Linked DNA regions of Mus musculus: region 1 is linked to region 2. A link is a contact called in public promoter capture Hi-C data. All regions are on one chromosome and are shown on one strand. Each heading gives the region's core, a stretch centred on a gene start, on an enhancer-like site or on the middle of the called end of the contact. The rest is flanking DNA. Distances are from core to core; before and after follow the strand shown. Region 1 holds the start of Ndrg2 (N-myc downstream regulated gene 2). Region 2 holds the start of Klhl33 (kelch-like 33).

Region 1 (3,884 bases), core at 6-2,505, 1.0 Mb before region 2:
GGGTTGTGCGTGGTGAGGGTAGTTCCCAGGCAGGGGGGAGGGCAATCTGGGGGTCTTGGGGGGAGCAGTCTGCTCTGGTGTTGCAGTTGGCAGCTCCGGTTCCATTGGACATTGTTTTCAACTGGCCTGGCGCCCAGCCCCCTAAATGGCAAGTCTGGAACTAGGCTGAAGGGGGATGGGGCAGGGTTGATTCTGGGAGCAGGGGTGCGAGAACGAGGGCAAGTGGGGAAATACAATCTGGTTGCTTAACACAACTTCCAGTCCATCAACCGTTCCACTTCAGCAATCTTTCTTTAAAGAGCACAGGGAGGACGTGTCTCAGATGTGAATCTTGTGGAAGTCTAGGATAGGATGGTAAACCCACCAGGCACCGAGGGTCCAGCCCAGGAGACAGCAGCTCAGGAGGCATCGGCAGCAGGGTACTGCCACTCAGCTTTTCAGAGCTGACCTCGCCCTCCTTTTCGGGGTTGGACTAGGAGGGGTTAGCGCCTCAGCCACAGGGTCTCTTGGGTCTCAGCCCAGGACATCCAGTCCTCCTCAAACCCTTTACTCCACCCTTGCAGAGTTAGCTCCGCCTCCGCGCCTGTTTACACAGGAGTCAGAGCCCTTGGGGGGTCCCCAGCCCCTCCTCTACCCGCCCCCCTCGTTGGGGCCTTGACCCGGGAGTCGCTGTTGGCCATCATCTTTCCCCTCCTTCGTTCATCCTCTATTTATAGCGGCCCCCAGCATTTCCCGGCCCCCCCCCCCCCCAACTCCCTGCTTGTTGTCCAACTTCTCACGGAGCAGTCGGAGAGCAAGCGGCGGGACTCGGCTGAGGAGGTACCAGCACCCCAATTGTTGGGAATTCCTATGCCCTCGACGCCCCGTCTCCAGACACGCTGTCACCACTACCCATACCTGCCCCGAGACCGGGTCTGAGCGGTGGCCCTCGCCCACCTCCCCCTTCCTTGATCTAGCTCTCTGTTTCCGGGCGGGCGGAGCTGAAATCGTGGGACGTAGGCACCTTGGGTTGGTCTCCCCACTTTACCCGTCGCTGCCACTCAATCTGGGGGGCTAGGAAGAGAGCCAAAAGTGAGCCTGGCAGAGCCAGGTCACAGTAGGGGCGCCGTTGATGTGGGCGTGGGGACCATTTGGGGGTTTAAGGGATCCCCCACGCTCACCCCACTTCACACGGCTTAGGGTTTATGGGGAGCACTCAGAGAGCCTATGAGCATCACCTCTGTGTGCTCCCAAGCCGCACCCTCTCGCCCCTCCCCTGGTAGCCCAGGCGAGTTACGGGGCGTGTTTATGGGGGGTCGGGGCGGATCTGCAGGGAGATGGCCCGGGGGCGGGCCCAGGGCGGGTCTGTGGGGAGCCAGAGCTAGGGCGGACCTAAGTCAAAGGCAAGTGAAGGTGGCAGCGACCGCGGCGGCTGCAGCAGGTAGGGGGAGGGGCAAGCGCGCCTCTGGGCTGGCAAGGCGCGGGCCCGGAGGGTGGGCATCGTGGTTCTGGTCTCCTGGCTGTAGTTCGGGGGAAGGGGCTGGCTGAGCGAGGAGCTCCGCTGCTGCGCACAAAGGCAGAAGAGCTGCAAAGTGCAGGGCGTGTTTGGGGCGCTCTTGAGATGATGTACAGGGTCCTGGGCACTACGTGCCCGCCGTGAGAGGGTGTTGGTTCGGACGAGGAACGGCAGCGAGAAGCTCATAGGGGTCAGGTTTCGTGTTCTGGGAGCAGCCAGTCAAGTCCTAACCATCTTTTCCCGGCTGGCACATGGCTGGCAGTCCGGGGAAGTGCGGAGGTTACGGGCAGCCCTATCCCCCCCTCTCCTTTCTCCACCCGACCTACAATTACACTGGGTGGAGGGGAGAGATGAAGGCTTGAAGCTTGTTTGTTTTTAAATGGTGAAGGAAAAGGTCATGCTGTACTACCTACATATCAACTGAGAACCGTCAAAACCGAGTAGTGACTAACTGGACAAGGTCACCTAATAGTGGCACTTGGGTAGGACCCAGAGGTTTTGACACAGTCATGCTCTATCGCCATGTCAGCTCTCTGCTCTCTTCATAGACTACCCAGCCTGGACCTGCTTGTTTTGCCTCGCAGGCCCCTCCAGCTTGTATTGATTGGAACCTAGAGAGGACGTGTTCTCTGGACTCAGGGGAGATTAGAAAGGGTTAGTGACCCTGGAATCCTGGGTCTTGGCTCTGGCCTTATGTCCCTAAAAGACCCAGGTCCGTCTCCCATGTCATTCACCTTGTTCCTGTGTTTTCTCAGACCCTAGAGTCAGGACTAAGAACCCTGACCTCCACGCTCACCGTATCCAACCAATAGGAGCTCAGTAAATTGACCCCACCCACCCCATGCTGCTGGCTTGCTTTCTTTTCTTTTCTTTTTCTTTTTCTTTTTCTTCTTCTTTTTTTTTTTTCAAGTCTGCACAGGTGCTCTGCTGCTCTCTAGATCTACCATTGTTGGTGTGCGCTCATTTGTGTACAAGAGAGAGAGAGAGAGAGAGAGAGAGAGAGAGAGAGAGAGAGAGAGAGAGAGAGAGAGAGAGAGAGATTGATTGGATTGGATATCTAGGTCCCTCTGTTGAGTGCTTGATAGTCACTGCCTCAGTCCTTTTTAGCCCCTCAAGATGCTGACATTGGAGCTATAGTTGAAGGTCATGGTCAGTTGTGAACCCTTACCACTCTAGCCCAGTCAGTGAGGTAGTGTGGGGCGTCCCCTAAAGATAGCTTAAGAAACTGGAGCCACATTGCTTCCCCAGCCTCGGTGTCTCCCTCCAGGGGCGGAGAGGGAGGAGCATTGTGAGGTACGAGGTGAGAATGTTGGGGTTGAGGGGCAGCCGGCAGCCATGGGGCCGGTGGTCTGAAGAGATGTGCTGTCCTGTTTGGTATTGCCCTGGAAGTGGGGCGGGGGAGCCAGAAAAGCTCTCCGTGTGTCTTGGCGTTTTCAGCTCTGGTGTTGCTCTGCACCTTGCATTGCATTGCATTGGACTGAGAGTACAGAGGCTAAGCTGCCTCCCTCCAGGGCTTATTGTTTTGTTTTGTTGTTTTTGAGACAGGGTTTCTCTGTGTAGCCCTGGCTGTCCTGCAGCTCTCTCTGTAGACCAGGCTGGCCTCAAATTCAAGAGATCCGCCTGCCTCTGCCTCCTTAGTATTGGGATCAAAGGTGTGCGCCACCACTGCCTGACTGGTTTACTGTTTTTGTATCCTGCCAGGCCACCATGGCAGAACTTCAGGAGGTGCAGATCACCGAGGAGAAGCCGCTGTTGCCAGGACAAACACCCGAGACTGCCAAGGTTTACAGAGACTCTCTGACTTCCCTGCCTCGGTCCCATGCTCTGAACATCCCCCCTTGCCTCCCCACCTCCCCAGGCCCGTGGCTCTCATTCTAATGCACGCCCCTCTCCACCCATCTCCTCCCATCTCTCGGCCTAGACACTGTACAAGGGAGCCCGCCAGACCTCGTCCCGTCACTACACTAACCTTCATCCTCTCCTGTCTTGTTTTTTGTCCCTCTTTCTGTATTTGGTGTCTGTTGGTCTCTCTTTACCTACCTTTTTGTGTCCGTCTCTCCATTTGCTGTCTGTCTCTGTCCGTGTGTGTCTGTGTGTGTCTGTGTGTCGTGTCTCTCCAGGAGGCCGAGTTAGCTGCCCGCATCCTCCTGGACCAGGGACAGGTAACCATGGGGGGCTGTGCTAGGGTGGGAGGAGAAGCTCTTCTGTCCCCCAACTGAGAGGGCCCCAATCTGGCCCTCTGCATCCCTCCCATTTATCCTCTCTTCCCTCCTTTTTTCTATTTGAATTCCTTAATCTCTGGTCTTTCATGATTTTTCTACCCTCAGATCCAATTCCACCGTCATATTTCCCTAAAGACCCATTAATCCTGTTTTCAACAGATGGTTCA
Region 2 (3,397 bases), core at 22-2,521:
GATCTAGCCAGGTTGTAGTCACCAGCATTTGATGACAGTCACCAGAAAATTGACGGGCAACTTGTTTCTTTTTTTTTAATATTCATTTATTTTATTTATATGAGTACACTGTAGCTGTCTTCAGACACACCAGAAGAGGGCATCAGATCCTATTACAGATGGTTGTAAGCCACCATGTGATTGCTGGGAATTGAACTCAGGACCTCTGGAAGAGCAGCCAGTGCTCTTAACCACTGAGCCATCTCTCCAGCCCCGGCAACTGGTTTCTATAACCCAGGCTCTAGGCCCTACATGGCTACTGACCCTGTCCTTACTAAGGCAGACTTCAGTCTCAGGGTGGAGTATGAAGAAAACATCAGTTGGTATCCAGCAGGCAGCTCTGAGTGCTGGCAGTGTGACTTGGGAGAAGAGAGTTCAGAGCTTCCATTGGTGGACACCCTGATGAAGCCATCCTTGAGAAGCATTGGTCCAACTGGACCTGCAGCCTCACTTCTGTTCCCTTCTATGGTTTAGAGGCATGTCTAACAACATGATATAAGCTTCCTCTTTCTGAAGAATCTGAAGAGGAAATCCACTAGTGAGTTCAAATTCTCTTAGAGCATGGCCAGGAGGCCGGGGGGTGGGGGGCGGTTAGGGAAGGACAAGAGCCATTAGAGTTTAACTTTCTGGCAGTCCTAGTGGTACCTGCATATAATCCCTTCACAGGAGATTTCCACCAGAGTTCAGGACTTAAGGGAAGTGGAGGCCACATAGAAGACATTACCTGTTAAAACCAGTTCCTAAAAATACACATCTCTGATTTACACCTTCAGTTTGGTTATCACTGCTGTGTAAAGTGTTAGGCTTTTGGTCCACCCTCTGGGGTTATGAAGGAACAGCAAAGTCAGGCAGATGTTAAGAGATATTTCCCCCCCAAATCCCACAGCTATGATGGAGGAAGATGAGTCAAATGTTAATTGTTTATAGTCTAGACTTTCCAGACTCCCTCACTAGCCTCCTGTCACCTCCAGCCACCAACTGGGAAAACAGTCAGTCCTTCTGGCCTGGCTCACTCTACCCAACGTTTGCGTTCCCTTTGCTTTGCAATTTTCCCCACTCAACACACTCTTGTGACCTACAGGTTTGGAAGGAGGGAAAGGGGAAGTCATCCCAGGACTTGGCCCAGTGCATTGAGTGTCAGCTTCCAGCACTGAGAGATGAGGGTTTAGCCCTCAGGCTAGCTATAATTAGCCAAGTGCGGGCACTGCTAGGATCCGTACACAGCAGTCCTAAGCAGACTGGGAACTCAAGAGAGGGCAAGCAGAAGCCCGGTGTCTCCTGCCTGGGATTAAAAGAAAACGAGTGGAAAGCGGGGCTTTGTCCTGAGCCAGATGGCTACAGGCGTTTGTGGTTCTGTTGCACTTGGTGAACCCTATGGTTAGTTAGCGCCATATAGCCCAAAGTTAGTGTGTCACCGGACGGAGTGAGGGACTGACAGCTGAATTGAAGACAGTTCTGTTTTCCTGAGTGCTGCTCAGGTATACTTCTCTCATGCCTGGGCACCTGCGGCAACCTCACAAGCGTCTGGAAGATGGCAAGCCTTTCCTCAGACTTGGAGCATGTCTCCCTTCCTATCGAGAAGGACAGTCTTGAACTACCTGTGCCTGCCGGAAGAACCTTCTCCCGGTCTCCCTCTTCCGATGAGGATCCCGGCTTGTTTTCCTTTTCTCTGGCAGAGCCTGACCCACCTAGCCCCTTCGTTTCAGGAAACCTTCCCTTTCTAGCTTCATCTCCGGAGAAAGGGAAGAAGCAGGATGACAGCGACGACTCAGCGGAGCCTGAGATGCTGTGCAGCGTGGAGCACCCCTGCCAGTTCTTCGCTGAAGCGCAGAGACTGCGGGAGCAGAAGCTGCTGCTGGATGAAGAGGTGTCTGTGGGGGGACAGGTATATGGGGTGCATCGGGTGATCTTGGCTGCAATTAGCAGCCTCTTCCGAGGCAGGCTGCTGAGCGGTGGGGGTCAGCAGCCCAGTTTCAGCCTTGATGTGACCCCGAGGGGCTGGGAGGCTGCGCTGACCTTTGCCTACGAGGGGGTGCTGGGCCCCGCCTCACAGGACGAAGTGCTGGCTGCTGCAGAGGCGCTGGGAGCACCCCGGGTGAAGAAGGCGGCCCAGCTGAAGCCAGAAGGACTTGGTAAAGCCAGGGGAAATGAAAAGAAGCTCAGCCAGGCAGAGGAGCTGAGGGAGAATCTGCACAGCATTGAGCGTCTGTATCGAGAGGGCATCGGGTGCGACTTGGAGCTGGAGGCAGAGGGCTACCGCCTGCGGGGTGAGAGTCTGTGAGACAACTGCCAAAAATGCATGTTTTGCTTGTTTTGCGGTGGTAGGGATGGAACCTAAGGCCTTAATTCCACTCTACCATGGATCCACACCCCCTAGCCTTGCGAAATAGTTTTGTATTATTGCTTCAGCAAGAATGTCCTTTTTGGTGCTTCTCCAGAGCCACCAAGAAATGCACATGCGCAGTTGAATTGTTTTCCTAGACACCCGGACAGATTTGAACTGATAGATAGTTCAGGCAGTTTCCCCCCCCCCCCCCCCTCCCTGGTAGCTAGAATTTCCAGCCAGATGGCTAGGGCTTAGAGTACAGTCCATGGCAGCAAAACAGGGAGAAAGAGACTGACTCAAACAAATTAGCTAGAGCCTTTTGGCATCTACTCAGCACACAGCAAAGGGCAGCCGAGGCCATCAGTACAAGTTTCCCAGTGTGTCCTTTGTCCTAGGTGTGTTTGACTCTGGCAGCAGACTTCAGTCTGCTTCCCCTGTGCGGTTATCCCCTATGCAGTTATACCAGGATATGTCTGACCTGGGAAATGGAGTCTGTCGGAGACACAACAAAGCTTAAAGTTACAATAGATTTGCTTAGAGATTACCTAGTTCAGGGCTAATAATTTTCAAATGAAGAAATCAAGCAAACTGTGGTGACTTATGTCTGTAATTCCAGCACTAAAGAGACTGAACAAGAGGACTGCCCAGAATTTGAGGCCAGCCTATGCTACATAGGCCAGTGTGGACTATATTGGGAGTTCCTATCTCACAAACCAAAATGAAAAAGGAAAGAGAAAAGAAACCTAGTAGTGCCTTGTGACCTCTACCTGTAACACTTAGGAGGCTGAAAAAGGAGGACTGGCATGAGTTCAAGACCAGCCTAGACTGACTCCAACATGCCCACTCACAGCACTAAGTGCTTAGTGAGGTTACTCTAGAGGAAAGTCAGCCCTAAAGGTTTCCTACATTTCCTGTGGCACTAGCAAAAGGGTGATACTTCAACATTTCATAGTAGCTATAACATTCTCACTAAGGAATGAATTTAAACCTATGTATTCATGCCGCTGTGTGGGAACCCATCACTTTAAGTCG

What was found. Promoter capture Hi-C pulls out the DNA fragments that hold promoters and counts their contacts.
Region 1: a promoter capture Hi-C map of liver shows a contact between it and region 2, with 3 times the contacts expected there. The contact joins the promoter of Ndrg2 here to the promoter of Klhl33 in region 2. A contact is called at or near these places in 2 of 39 promoter capture datasets (hippocampal neurons and liver) and 1 of 9 other capture datasets (pancreatic islet).

The regions. Positions count from the first base shown.
Region 1 is chr14:51,910,859-51,914,742 of GRCm38.p6, reverse strand. Ndrg2 (N-myc downstream regulated gene 2) reads left to right here and starts at 1,255. Exons shown (of 15, transcript NM_001145959.1): 1 at 1,255-1,420; 2 at 3,197-3,277. The coding sequence starts at 3,203.
Region 2 is chr14:50,895,357-50,898,753 of GRCm38.p6, reverse strand. Klhl33 (kelch-like 33) reads left to right here and starts at 1,271. Exons shown (of 4, transcript NM_001370764.1): 1 at 1,271-2,306. The coding sequence starts at 1,571.